2 separate regions of the Mus musculus genome follow, and region 1 is linked to region 2. The links are chromatin contacts, called in public ChIA-PET maps. All regions are on one chromosome and are shown on one strand. Each heading gives the region's core, a stretch centred on a gene start, on an enhancer-like site or on the middle of the called end of the contact. The rest is flanking DNA. Distances are from core to core; before and after follow the strand shown.

The links. ChIA-PET counts read pairs in DNA pulled down with a chosen protein or histone mark.
Region 1: a contact with region 2 is called in an RNA polymerase II ChIA-PET map of effector CD8 T cells, with 7 read pairs. The contact joins two enhancer-like sites. A contact is called at or near these places in 1 of 115 datasets of contacts at active chromatin or transcription factors (effector CD8 T cells) and 3 of 9 other capture datasets (adipose tissue, liver and pancreatic islet).

Annotation. Positions count from the first base shown.
Region 1 is chr10:88,538,726-88,542,938 of GRCm38.p6, reverse strand. It overlaps Mybpc1 (myosin binding protein C, slow-type), which reads left to right. Exons shown (of 29, transcript NM_175418.5): 19 at 423-611; 20 at 1,856-1,990. Among named protein-coding and RNA genes, the nearest start is that of Chpt1, 37 kb to the right of the region's middle. Within about 2 kb of position 2,303, at least 10 of the 459 cell types and tissues checked have an H3K27ac peak or open chromatin away from gene starts, as enhancers often do. A contact at or near this core is called in effector CD8 T cells, where this site is marked.
Region 2 is chr10:88,403,950-88,407,799 of GRCm38.p6, reverse strand. All of the region lies in intron 2 of Gnptab (N-acetylglucosamine-1-phosphate transferase, alpha and beta subunits), which reads right to left. Among named protein-coding and RNA genes, the nearest start is that of Gnptab, 27 kb to the right of the region's middle. Within about 2 kb of position 1,804, at least 52 of the 459 cell types and tissues checked have an H3K27ac peak or open chromatin away from gene starts, as enhancers often do. A contact at or near this core is called in effector CD8 T cells, where this site is marked.

The DNA.
Region 1 (4,213 bases), core at 1,054-3,553, 130 kb before region 2:
TGGAGAAATGATTTTTTTTTCCTATAGATAGAAATAAAACACACAAAACTAATCTTTTTTTTTCTCTTCTTATTTCTATTGCTGCAACCTTCTGGGCTCTTGGCTCTTGATTGCTCAACGACAGTAACTAAGATGCTAGGAGCTGCATGCCTCTGACTCATTTTTCTTCCTTTACTAGTACAGCTTTATTTTTCTCTACTCCTATTATTTCACCTGTATTTTACAGAATTCACAGTTGCTTCATCTGGCCTCTAACAACAACCAGTGGGATAAGGTGCAATAAAGTGTAAATGTATTTGGCTATTTTACTCAATCTACTTATAACGTACAAAATTTTAAGAACTGCTGTCTAATAAAATTTAACTTTGGAGACAAGATAAAGAGAAACAAGGAACCCAAGTCTCTCTTCTTTTCACCTATAGGATACTTTATTGAGAGGAAAAAGAAACAAAGCTCCAGGTGGATGAGACTGAATTTCGATCTCTGCAAAGAGACAACTTTTGAGCCCAAGAAGATGATTGAAGGCGTGGCCTACGAGGTCCGAATCTTTGCGGTCAACGCCATTGGCATCTCCAAGCCCAGTATGCCCTCCAAGCCCTTTGTTCCTTTGGGTGAGTCCAGAGAAATGCCTCTGCTGGAGACATCGCTACCCCAAATGGTTGCAGCTTTCCCTCTGACTTCTAAGCTGGGCTGGACCTGGAGCTTCTTAGAGTGGTAGGGTGGGGGATGAGAAACCAGACACGGTTAAGGGCAATATCGTAGGAACTGCAAACTGACTTTGGAGAAGTTGACCATCTTCAGAATGTAGGCCCTGGAATTCATTTCCAGAACTCCAGTGGCAGCTGTGGGTGGTTCCCATTGCCACTCCTGACTCTAAACATGAAGCTGAGGCCATGTGACTGCTGTCCATTCTCCTTCCTAAAGTATCATAGACTAAGCTACTTTTGATAATGAAGCCCTTTGCTTTATAACTGCATCTTACTTAGTTTATGACTGTATCTTAAGTTTATCTAGGAAGCATCCACAAAATGTTCAAGGAAGTCAAATGAAAGATAAGCTGCCTCCACTATTTTACTGTATTAAAGTGTTTCTTAAGAAATGGGAAATTCATCTGGGCATAGTGGTGCATACCTTTAATTCCAGCATTTAGGAGATTGAGGTATATGGGTCTCTGAGAGTTCAAGGCCAGCCTGGTCTACAAAGTGAGTTTCAGGACAGCCAGAGCTGTTATACAGAGAAACCCCTGGCTTCACCTATCACCCCACCCCCCGAAAAAAGAAAAAAGAAAGAAATGGGAAATTCAGTACAAGAGTGTGCTTTAAAAGTCCAAGTCTAAGGGCTGGGAAAACGGCTCAGTGATTAAGAGCAGGTGTTGCTCTTGCCGAGAACCTGAGTCTGACCCAGCATCCACGTGGGACAAGCTCACAGTTGTCTGTAACTCTAGCTCTGGGGGATCTGACAATTCTTTTGAATGCCAGACACCTGCATGTATGTGTCCATAACCCCTCCCACATATATACACATAATTTGAAATGATAAATATTTAAAATTATAGGCCTATGGGAGTTTTACTCTAGATCATTAGATCCCCGAAATTAATTTTTCTAAGTCTCCTTGGCTGCCCAGCCTCTCATACAAACATTTCAAACTGGAGAAAGAGTGTGGCAGTCTTTCCAAGACTCTTGTCAATCAAACATTTGGCTTACACGTGGCCAGGCTCCGGGCATTCTCAATGGGTACTGGTAAGACCCAGAGCTTCCACAGGTCTTATTAGGGGTGTCCCAGTTGTCTTATCACAGGTGGCCTGTCGTGACTCCATACTCATGGCTGCATCTTCTGACTTCCATCTTTTTAGCTGTGACCAGCCCTCCTACTCTTCTGGCTGTCGACTCCGTGACTGACTCGTCTGTGACGATGAAGTGGAGGCCCCCAGATCAGATTGGCGCAGCAGGTTTAGATGGCTATGTGCTAGAGTATTGCTTTGAAGGAAGTAAGTACACCTAGATGTTACAGTGAATACCGTCAGCGCTAGGTGAGATATGCCTCCCTTTCTTTTGTCTTACTTGGGAAATCATCGCTTTCTTGTGGAAAATGACACCAAGCCAAAGGTCATCTTTCTAAGATGTAGGTGAATATAAATTTCCTCTAGTATTCAACGCTACAAATGTAGATGCTAAAACAGAAAAAAAAAAAATTCTTAATTAGGCTGTAAAGCCAGTCATCACCACTGTGCTGGCATAGGACAACGGTCCTTTGGCAAAATTTCGGGGACATCCATTTCTAGATTGGGTGCAGCTCCAGCATGCCACTGAGCAGTGGAAGTCTATTTATGGGCAAGCACAGGGGGAGAAACTGTGTATTTAGCCAACCAACAAGCATCTCCTTCCTTCTTAAAGAGAGGAATAATAAAAACAAGCTCTTACTTTTAAGGAAATATGATTAAATCCCAGAGAGAGTGATGCGTTCAGCATGTGGCAGTAACTTATCTTAAGGCTTGAGAAAATGAAAATTAAATTTTGGAGGAAAAAGAAAAGAGCCCAAAGAACACCCCACCCCATCCCCCGATTAAACTAAAAGAGAGAAAAAGAAAATGTCACAGGAAACCAAAACCAAAAAGGTGTGACATTCACTCATTGCCTAGTGTTTTTATTTCCTGCTTACCATGACCATAAGAAAATGACATTTGAGGGCTGGTGAGATGGCTCAGTGGGTAAGAGCACCCGACTGCTCTTCCGAAGGTCAGGAGTTCAAATCCCAGCAACCACATGGTGGCTCACAACCATCCATAACGAGATCTGACTCCCTCTTCTGGAGTGTCTGAGGGCAGCTACAGTGTACTTACATATAATAAATAAATCTTAAAAAAAAAAAAAAAGAAAAGAAAAAAGAAAATGACATTTGAAAAAGAATTATGGGTATAGCTGATTTGTAGAGCATTTGCTAAAGTGTGGTAGGCTCCGGGTTCTAGCCTAAATAGAGGGGAACAAAAGAAAAGAAAAGAGAGGAAAAGGGAAGTAAAAAGGAAGGAAGGAAGGAAGGAAGGAAGGAAGGAAGGAAGGAAGGAAGGAAGGAAGGAAGGAAGGAAGGGAGGACAATAGGGGTATAAGACAAACAGCCTGGCTCTAGACTTAGTCCTCTCTGGTTGACAGTAGGCCAACAGCTCCCCAAAGAAGCTTACTGAGGTCCCACAAAACAAAGACCAAGAATCAACCTCTAAAACCATTCTTTGTAACCCAAACTTTCACACTGAAGTTCCCCGTGAAGCAAAGAAACAATACATTTGGGAATCAAGAATGTAAACACTGATGGATGTCCCCGGAGGACAATCACTATGGACAAGAAACTTATGAAGAGGAACTGTTGAAATCCCAGTGTGCACCGTGGCCCTGGCAGAAGTGACAGCTGCCACTCAGGAAGAAGTGCAGATAGGGATGAAGCACCCTGTGCCTCCGGGTCTCTTTACTTCGATATGCTTCGATATGCTCTCTCCAAGCTTCCGAAGGCCCTTGATCCAAAACCAGCATGGGAAGTGGGGGGGGGGGGGGGGGGATGATAAAAGCAAAGCAAAAGGCCCAGTGTTAACACAGCCAGGGAAGTGGGTGTTGTGACTTATTCAACAAGAAAATCCTCCAGCCTTTCTGAGTATGGCTTATTTGCATCCCGCTGTCCTGGGTGATCCTGGGCGATGCATTCTGCTTTTCAGACAGCCCAGCCAGCAGGATCTCTTAACCTTATGTCATGAGGCCTCTGAACAACAGCCTTCTGTATGTGAATGAAACAGAGCAAATTCTTTACTCTTTTCTTTCTGATAGGTTTAAAACGTAAGAAGATACAGCAAAATGATAGATGGCTGTCATTTTGATGTTACCCACCTTAGATAAAATACAACGAACTGTATTTTACGTCATCTGTGTGTGGTCTGTGTAGATATATATGTATACGAGGATATACATATGTATATGTACACGGTCATTATGTATATATTTGCCACATAACATGTCGGAGTTAGCTTTCTATGGAAACTCTTTCATAACGCGTATCTTTCTCCTTGTCTTTCCTTGTTTTCTCAATGTGGCTGCCTGATTCTTCATTCTCTTTTAATGGCTGCTATTCTCCAGAACTAATTTTCTCAAGTGTTTAATGCTTTTGGATATGTCAGGTTTATTCTAAAAAAAAGAAGTCTTCTATATAAGGTTGTGTGCATTTTTTAAAT
Region 2 (3,850 bases), core at 555-3,054:
AGACACACGCCTATGTCGCTTATCCAAGAAACTAGGGAAGACCAAGCAATCGGGTAAACCTGACTAGAAATGGAGACCAGAGAGGTAATGGGTCCCGATGCTTTGTCAGGAAAATGAAGACACATGTGTGCCGTAGTCGAGTGTGACCCCAGCAGCCGAGGCTTCACAATCAGGGTTAGCGTTAGGGCTAGAGGTTGTTCTCAGGACATCCTGGGTGCTCACTCTCACTGAGTATGGCTAGGAACTCGCAAGATGCTGCTCATACTGCTGTCAATACTTCTTTAACCACACCTCCCTCCTCCAGCCACGCCCTCTTCAGCACCGTTCTCTTGGAAGAGAATTCACTCACAATATGCATCTTCTGCAGCACTTTATGCTCGGAGGGATTCTTAGTATACTTAATACCTCCACCTCCACCTCCACCATGGGCACGTGTATCTTCCATGAGATAGCCAGCACCTGGGGCAGAAGTGGAACTAGGCATCTGCAGCCTGCCTTCCTAGTCACTTATTTTCTCTCCTACACTTCCAGGGTTTCTCTCCCCACTGCAACCATATTCAGAAACATCCCCTAGGTGTTTCCTGCACACTCCTTGGTGGGCCTCACACAGTAGCCGGTGGCACACAGATTACTTAGAAACAGGCTGCTGCTCTCTGTCAGCTTCTAACTGCAGGGGGTCCAAGGTGGCCTCAGAATGAGTGCTCTTTTGGAAGAAGTTCCGGGCTAATGCTGCTGCTGCCACCGATCTCGGTGGCCGCACTTTGAGATCAGCTGACCTCTATGTAGCTGTGTTCCAACTCCCCCCACTGCACCTCCTGTCCTCTATGTAAGAGTAACGGATTCCTCTCAGTCACCATTATTTGCCTGAGGTCTGGAATAGTGCCTCATGAGTGGGTTAATATGTACCAGTTAGATAAATAACGATAATCTCGTTATAATTTTATTATTATCATTATTAATGTTTTGGGTGTTTTGCCTGTATGCATATCGGTGTATCCTCTATGTGCCTGGTGCCTGCAGAAGCCAGAAAGAGGAAATGGATCCCCTGGAAGCAAAGTCACAGACAACTGATTGCTGCCATTTAGGTGCTGGAAATCAAACCCCGGTCTTCTGGAGGCGCGATCGGTGCCTCTAACCACTAGCTATCTCTTTAGCCCCGGTACCTATTATTCCTTCAGCATATATGTGTGTTTCCCACTAATGTCTATCTCACTCGGTATACCCACACACAACGCATTCAAGGACACTCCAACTCACATGCTCCCAAATGGTCTTTATTATGGTGTGTGTTGTGTTTGTGTGGGTGCATGTTTCTATGCGGCAGAGAGAGCACACACTCGTGTGGTGGGCAGAGAACAACCTCGAGGTGTCAGTTCTCATACCATTCATTAGGTTTGTGTGTCAAGCATTTAGACACTGAAAATGTTAACAAACAAACAAACAAAACAAAAACAACTCCCCCACCAAAACCTTGCTTGATTCAATACACTTTTCAGTGGAAAGATGGAAAGGAAGGAAGGAAAAGGAAGGAAGGAAGGAAGGATACCTATGCTGAAGTTTTCCTGGTAAAGTAATGACTCACTCTTAATATATTTTTTTTTTTATTAGAATCAGGACATATAGGTAAATGTTCAGCTGAGGAAAACAACTCAAGTTCCTAAGTCATTCATACGCTGGCTCTGCTAATGAGCCGGTTATCACATGTTTAACTCACAGGTTAAATTTAAAAACCTGACAGAGACCGCATGACTGGCTCCCAGCCGAGTCAGTTGTTTTTGTAGCAAGCTTGGCAGAGATGAGTCTGAGCCTTTAGTTATAACCACTAGACCATACTGGTTTCCAGTTGAGGAGGAAGCCGGTGACTCAGAATGAAAGGGACCCTGCCAAATACGTGATACAATTGTCTTCAAATCACTACATCAAAGTAACAAAGTCACTTTGCACCCTCAGACCTGCAGTAGAAAAGAGCTTCACACGGTTTAATAGCCATGCGTTACACGTGATGAAAGAGCCCAGAAGGAATGTCTGCCTTGAAACCAGGAGCAATGGATGATTTACGTATTAGCAACAAGTGAACACACAGACTGGGATTTCCTTCTCATTCCAGAGCAAATGACACTAATAAGAACTGTACAGTAGCGGGGTGGGTGGTGGCAGTACAAGCCTTTGGCCCCAGAACTTGGGAGACAGAGGCAGGCAGATCTCTAGATCAAGTTCCAAGGCAGCCAGGGCTACACAGAAAAACCCTGTCTCACAAAACAAAACAAAACAACAACAAAACAAACAAACAAACAAATCTAGCAAAGGAATGGAAGCTTTTGGGCGGCAAGATGAATCACAGCAGGTAAGAGCACTGACTGCTCTTCCAAAGGTCCTAGTTCAGATCCTAGCAACCACATGGTGGCTCACAACCACCCGAAATGAGATCTGACGCCCTCTTCTGGTGTGTCTGAAGTCAGTGTCAGGGTACTTATGTATAATAATTAAATGTTTGGGCCAGAGTGAAGCTGACCAGAGCGAGCAGAGGTCCTTCCTAAAAATTCTCAACAATTCCCAACAACCACATGAAGGCTCACAACCATCTGTGCAGCTACAGTGTACACACAAACATAAAATAAATAACTTTTAAAAAATGGAAGCTTTCAATAAACAGTATAAACTGTACGTAGTGCAACCTAAAAATGGAAGAAACATTATTCACCGAATTTTAGCCTGCAACCCCAGCCTTTGGGAGTCTGAGGCAGGACTCTAAGCGTGAAGCCAGACTGGGCTACATATTGAGACCAATAGTTTTAATATAAATCTTTAGTGAGCTGAGTGTAGATGCATATCTTCAATCCGAGCGAACACTCAGGAGCTCAGGCAGGCAGATGTGTGAGTTTGAGGCTGGCTTGGTCTACACAGCAAGTTCCAGGCTACACAATGAGATCCTGTCTCAAACAAAATGAAAAAATTCTTCAGATAGAAAACAAGAGTATGCTGGGGTATGGTGGCGCATGCCTTTAATCCCAGCACTTGGGAGGCAGAGGCAGGCGGATTTCTGAGTTCGAGGCCAGCCTGGTCTATAGAGTATGTTCCAGGACAGCCAGGGCTACTCAGAGAAACCCTGTCTCAAAAAAAACAAAACAAACAACAACAACAAAAAACTTACTGAATTAAAAAATCCGTATTTCCTAGCAGCACACACTGGGGTACGCAGTAGGTGCTCCATAAATGTGTGAGTTGGGGAGGATCACTTTGGAACTTTTAGCAGGGGTGGGAGTCGGGTGGGAGAATCAAGATGGAGAAACACGGAAGTGATGTGACAGGGAAGTGACTAATCCTTTCCTAAAGCACTGGTCACCAGGCCTGCAGCCTCAGGACCACCAGGAAACTGGTTAGAGATGCAATTCTCAGAGACACTCGAAGACTCAAGCTCTGGGGTGAGGGGAAAAAACCCTACCTTTGCTCACACTTTCCTAGCGTGCAAAATTTAACACCCACTGTAGTTAGGGGGTGTTTCTCAGCCTTACGTGGGTCTGCTGGCCTCAACACAGAGAACCATCAAGACCCACAAGAGCTTTGCTGTAGGTATTCATGTTTTCCATATTTGCAATGTAACAAGACAGCTTAAAGCTATGAGCTTCCCTACATGTTAATGTTTGTAACTTTTGTCATGAAAACCACAATTTTCTTGGGGGTGGGGGTGGGGTTTAAAATGACTGCTTTGCCAGCACAAACGTTTGAGCCTTGGGACCAAACAATGAAACTATCATTGTCTTTTTTTTTTATTATTACTTGCAAGCACTTTATTAATGGATCCATCTGTGAAACCCAGAAAAATATATTTTCTAGGAAATATCATCAAAAT